Regions from separate parts of the Rattus norvegicus genome. Here region 2 is linked to region 1. A link is a contact called in public Hi-C data. All regions are on one chromosome and are shown on one strand. The core of a region is the stretch at or near the end of the contact, and the rest is flanking DNA. Distances in the headings are between cores, read along the strand shown. Region 1 holds the start of Anapc13 (anaphase promoting complex subunit 13). Region 2 holds the start of Ryk (receptor-like tyrosine kinase).

Region 1 (2,697 bases), core at 108-2,607:
CTTCTAGTCACTCCTCTAGGGCTTGACAAGTTTCCTCCCCTTTCCTGTCAATCTTTTGTTTTTATAGCTGTGTCTTGGGCTACATTTCATTCTTTCCTGTACTGATTTTCCCAGTCCTATACAGACTGCATCCTTTTCTAAAGTGTTCTGACTTCCTTCCAGTTTTTTAGCAGGCTCTTTGTCCTTGAATGCTTTGTTGCTCACATTAAATGATCTATGAAACAAGTTAGGTCAGCTTTGTGATTGACTGGCAGAGTCCTACTGTCTCCAGTGGTAATGCGGTGATTCCCAATCTTTCAACAAGCTGGCCTCAATGTTTGTTTGTTTGTTTTTTAATTATTTATTATGTATATATCATACAGCTCTCTGCCTGCATGTATGCCTGCAGACCAGAAGAGGGCACCAGATCTCATTACAGATGGTTGTGAGCCACCATGTGGTTGCTGGGAATTGAACTCAGGACCTCTAGAAGAGTAGACAGTGTTTTTAACCCCTGAGCCATCTCTCTGAGCCTGGCCTCATGATTTTTTAACTCCCTGAGCCCGGCCTCAATGTTTTTTAACACGACCCTCTCCCACATGCCTACAAACCGGCTTGCTTTTTACCCACCCACTGTACTTCATCAGTTATGCTTGCTCGTCCTTCTAAACAACAGGAACCGCGGCAGGGCTTTGAAGTCTACATCTATTTTCCTGGGTCAGGTGATCGGGTGCTCCCCCTGGGAAAAGCAAGCACAGGCAATGCCCCAAACCCTTACGACACAGCATAACCTCTCTAGGTTTCTTAAACTTTTTGTACTCTTCTCTTACTATGCCCGGTCCTCCAGATAAATTCTCAGCTCTCAGATTGTCTTGATCTCTGAGCACAATATGTGACAACAGGAGTTTTTTTGTCCAGACATCTCTTTCTAGATATTAGATGCGTACGTCCTATGAGACATACTCACGTTTTATGTATTTTCACAATCACAGCTTTGTAAATGTATTTCTAAGCTAAAAGCACGGGGGCCGATACTAAAATTGGCCTTCGCAGGCCACCATCTTGGGTCACTAGACGCAGAACCACCCGCTGCAGCCGTTTCCGGTTCGAGTGCTGGAGCTACTACGTGCGGAAGTGCAAGGGGGAGGTCGAGCGTCGCCATGGGTGCTCCGTTCCACTCCGCACAGCGTGCAGTAAAGAAGTGGCTCTGAAGGTCGGTTGAGAGTACCGGCCTGCGCTTCTGGAAGCGCTGAACGACTCTGAAGTCGAGGGCGAACGCTTGGCTACTCTCAGAAACCCGGGCGGCGGGCGCGAAAAACCCTTACCCACAGAGCGCGCGTCGGCTTCCTCCGGGCCCCGCCCTTCTTCCGGGTCACGTGACGCACGGCGCTCTCATACCCCGTATGTAGGTGAGTCCATTCGCTGCTGTAGGGGGCGGGACGAACGTCGATTTATTGTGACGTGCGCGCGTTCCCGGTCAGAGGAACGGCGGGCAGGCCCCGGGGCGCGCTCTGCCGGGGGCGCGCTCCGTAACCGACCGCATGCCCCTAAGACGGGCGAGCTGCGGCTTGTTGTGCGTTTGCGGCCCTGGCCACCGTGGTGCCGCTAACCTTCTGGCCGCATGGCCCGGGGCCGCAGTTCGTTGCGGCCCACCTACCGCGGGGGCCTCCACTGCACGCCCACTGCTGTCCGGCCGCTGCGTCCCTGGGTTCCTCCGTCTCCTCCCTATGGGGCTCTGAGCTGACCGGCCAGGTGCTACGGCCAGCGGGAGGGCGGGTTGCTTCGCTCCCGGGGAGGAACCCTGCTGCTACGGGTGTAGGACCAGGCCTTAGCATTAGCCACTCAGCGTGAAGTCCGCAGGGTTCCCTCGTAATGTTCGTAGGAAAGGTGCGGGAACCCCTGATGCAGGCGAATTGCGGAACGCTTTCAAGTCGAGTGAAAGTTTTGAAAGAGCAGTTCGATAACAACGCTTTACGCGGAGACACTTGACCGTGAATGGATTGATTGGAAAGGGCTTTTGTACTTCACAGAATCGTGGGGTTACAGAGTTTTCATTTATAAACTGTACACTTATTGCTCAAAGCGATCCCCTTTCTCTCCAACTAGCACCGGCTCTCCTTTGTTGCTCTGGTCGACCAGGCTGGCCTCATTGTAGATGGACCTACCTCTGCCTGCTAGTTAAGGATCTGCACCACCTCGCCTGGCTTTTTGAGTTCTCTTTCTTGAGGCCAATTTAGAGTTTTAAAATGTATTACTTTATTAAAGCAGGGTAGGTGCTCTTTGTACAATTCTTCGAACATTTGCATTTATTTTGTATTTATATTTTGTAAGTCAAAGATCAATGGCTTTAATTATCTAACTATTTACACCTACTCTTAAAGGCTGTAGCTTAGTGATACGATGAAACGAATTATCTTCGTTTCATTCATGAATTATATTCATTCATTGGAATGCAGCGCCATTTTTAGGTAATTTTTGTCCCTGCTTCTTGTCTTTCACTGTGCCGTCCTCAGCGATCAGTTAAGGAGGTTGTCAAACTAAAATGGGTTAGAGATTTATAAACAGATGCATGTCCCTTTAGAATGTGTATCTGCTGATGCTGTTTCCTCCTGTGGGGAGGTAGGGGACAGTTCCTTAGGCCTTCCTGTCCTGTGTAGTGGCTGATGGTGACAGCATTAGTCCACACTATCATAGCTAACATAGTTAAGGTACTCTCCA
Region 2 (2,697 bases), core at 82-2,581, 210 kb before region 1:
TCTGTGGAGTTGGGGATTTAGCTCAGTGGTAGAGCGCTTGCCTAGCAAGCTCAAGGCCCTGAGTTCGGTCCCCAGCTCCGGAAAAAAAGAAAAAAAAAAACAAAAAAAAACTCTCCGTGAGCTTGAGGCCAATCTGGTCTTCATAGTGGATTCCAGAACAGCCCGGACTACATAAGGCCCCTGTCTCGAAAAGATAAACGAAACTCCTCTAATACACAGACACAGACACAGACACAGACACACACACACACACACACACACACACACACACACACACACACACGGGGAGGGGTGGGGGCATATGCGCGCCCACTAAAAAAGTGACACTTAATGGATGTTTAGGAGGCGACCTTTGCAAGTTCCAACATTTCACTCAGAAACACCCCGAGAAAAATTGAAGGGACTGCCTTAATGCACAAAAGACGGTAAAAGCTGGCTATTCCCAACTATCAGAGACTTCCTTTGGATGGATGGCCAGGCCTTCCTTCAAGGGCTGATTTTCAGAATGCATAGAGTACCGAGCGGAGGGCAGAATCATTTTTCAAATGGACTCCCCAAACAACGGGGCTAAACAGGTAAACGGAACCACCACCGACAGACCCAAAGCTTCTCCTCTCGCTTCAGGGTCTGCAGAGTAGGCGAGTGGCCTCGAACGGCAGCCTCAGGTCAAACTCAACCAACCCAAGGCAAACCCCGAAGCCGAAGGTCCGGTCGGCCCCAAGGTGTGCAGGATGCCACACAACTTAGGGCGTCCGGCTCACCTTGCCCCCACTCGCTAACCAGAAAGCACGCGCGCAGCGGCGTGGCCTGTGGGCCACCCACAGCAGCCTAAGGAGCGGCCACCCGTGTCCGGAGCGCCGACTCCCGAGGCTCCGGAGCTCCGCGGCCTAGAGTGACACGCGCAGGGAGGCTGCGGAGAGAGCGGGCGCGGGCGGCGCAGCGGCAGCACCGCGGGCTCACGAGGCCCCCGGAGCGGCGCCACTCACCGAGCAGCCGGCGCACCTCGTCCTCGCTCAGGTAGAGGCTCACGCTGGGTCCCGCAGGAGCGGCGGCCAGGGCCGGGGACCGCGGGGCGGCGGCGGGCAGCATCGCCAGCAGCAGCAGGAGCAGCGGCGGCGGCGGGGCCCTCAGGCCGCCGGTCCCCGGGACGCCGCCCCGGCCCGCGCGCATGGCCGCCGCCGAGCAGGAGCGTCCGCCGCCCGCCGCCCGCCGCGCCGCCGCGCACCCCGGCCCCGAGCGCCTCACAGCCCCGAGCCGGGGGCGGCCGGCCAGCTCATCGCGCCGCCGCTTCAGACCCGCCGCCCGAGAACGGGAGGGGGGGGGGGGGTGAGCTGCTGGCGGAGACGCGCGCGTGCGCGTGCCCCCCGTGCGCGAGGGCGCGCACGCACGCGCCGCCGGACAGAGAGCGCCGGGTTCTGGAGCGCGCGTGCACGAGAGCGCGTCGCAGACCTGAAGTCTGGTTAGGGGCCGCGAGTAGGGGTCGGTATAAATAGCATAGGTTGTTTGCCAATGTGAAATGCGCAAAGAATGAAGGAAATGAGATAAAGAGGAGCAAGCTAATCAAAACAATAAAGAAATGTCCCGGCCAGGCGAAGGGCTCTGGGTAAATATAGCCAAGTCCCCAGCCCTAGTCGTTGAGGCCTGGGGTCGGTTGGTCCACTGTAAGCCTCTAGCCCCTTTATTCTTCCCCAAGTCTTGGATGCTATTTTAAAAGAAAAGCATGCTGGTTTTGTTTAACAAGAAGGGGCAGATACATAGGAATCTTCCCTTATCCCACCCAGGTCAGCCTCTAGTTAGCTGTCTGTTCCCTGGGGGTTCACATGCCACACACTTTTCAGTAAGACCTCAGCAAATCTTAGTAAACTTTTATTTTGTATTTTGGTTTTCCTTTGTTTGTCTTTGAAACAGAGTCTCACTATGTATCCCTAGCCAGCATGGAACTTGCTCTGTAGACCAAGCCTCGGACTCACAGAGATCTGCCAGCCTCTGCTTCCCAAGTGCTAGGATTAAAGGCCTATGCCACCACACCCAGCAAGTTTGTTTTTATATGTGATGAATTTGTATTATTCTAGTTCTCCTTTCTGTAAATCAACCTGCATCTGGGACTTTAACTTGTGGTCCCTTCCAGCCCCTCCCCCCAAAACATGTAGTGTATGTGGCAGTGTGTGCTTATGGCTGTGTATTGCTGTCTGTGTGCATGGGTGCTTTCACATACATGGAAGTGGTTCTTACATTTCATCGCTTGCTCAAGGAAGACCTTGTCTCCCTAAACTGGTTAAGAATGCCTAATGCATATCAGAGACTGATGAATAACTCTGGGAAGGCCCCTACCATGACAGCCAAGTTTACTCCAAAGGCTATCACTCAGGTTGGCTCCCAAACACCCCTCCTCACATCCTCCAGACCAGTGTCATCCCACCCCTGTGGCCTGTTCACTGACCTCCCTCTTCCCTCCATGCCTGAGGAGAGAGCAGCTGCTTTCTCCCCTGACTAGCTTCAAGCTCCCAGTTGCCCATCCACTCAGACCCTGAGAGATACTATTTTGATCCCCTGCCAGGGCAGAGAGAGAGAGAGACTGAAGGGAAGGAAAGTTGGGTCTTGATATTTTTTTCTTCCCTCTCTCCTGTAGTGAGAGGGATGGATTCCATTTGGAGACAAGCTGGCCTCAATTTGTCAAGCTTCAATTCCTCAGCACAG

What was found. Hi-C and Micro-C count contacts between places; a contact is called where the count stands out from the background.
Region 2: a Hi-C map of liver shows a contact between it and region 1, with 3 times the contacts expected there. The contact joins the promoter of Ryk here to the promoter of Anapc13 in region 1. A contact is called at or near these places in 3 of 12 Hi-C or Micro-C datasets (kidney, liver and mammary epithelial cells) and 1 of 1 datasets of contacts at active chromatin or transcription factors (oligodendrocytes).

Annotation. Positions count from the first base shown.
Region 1 is chr8:112,083,065-112,085,761 of GRCr8, reverse strand. Anapc13 (anaphase promoting complex subunit 13) reads right to left here and starts at 1,357. Exons shown (of 3, transcript NM_001173983.2): 1 at 1,305-1,357. Cep63 (centrosomal protein 63) reads left to right here and starts at 1,116. Exons shown (of 13, transcript NM_001244805.1): 1 at 1,116-1,388.
Region 2 is chr8:112,296,815-112,299,511 of GRCr8, reverse strand. It overlaps Ryk (receptor-like tyrosine kinase), which reads right to left and starts at 1,331. Exons shown (of 15, transcript NM_080402.2): 1 at 987-1,331. The coding sequence starts at 1,170.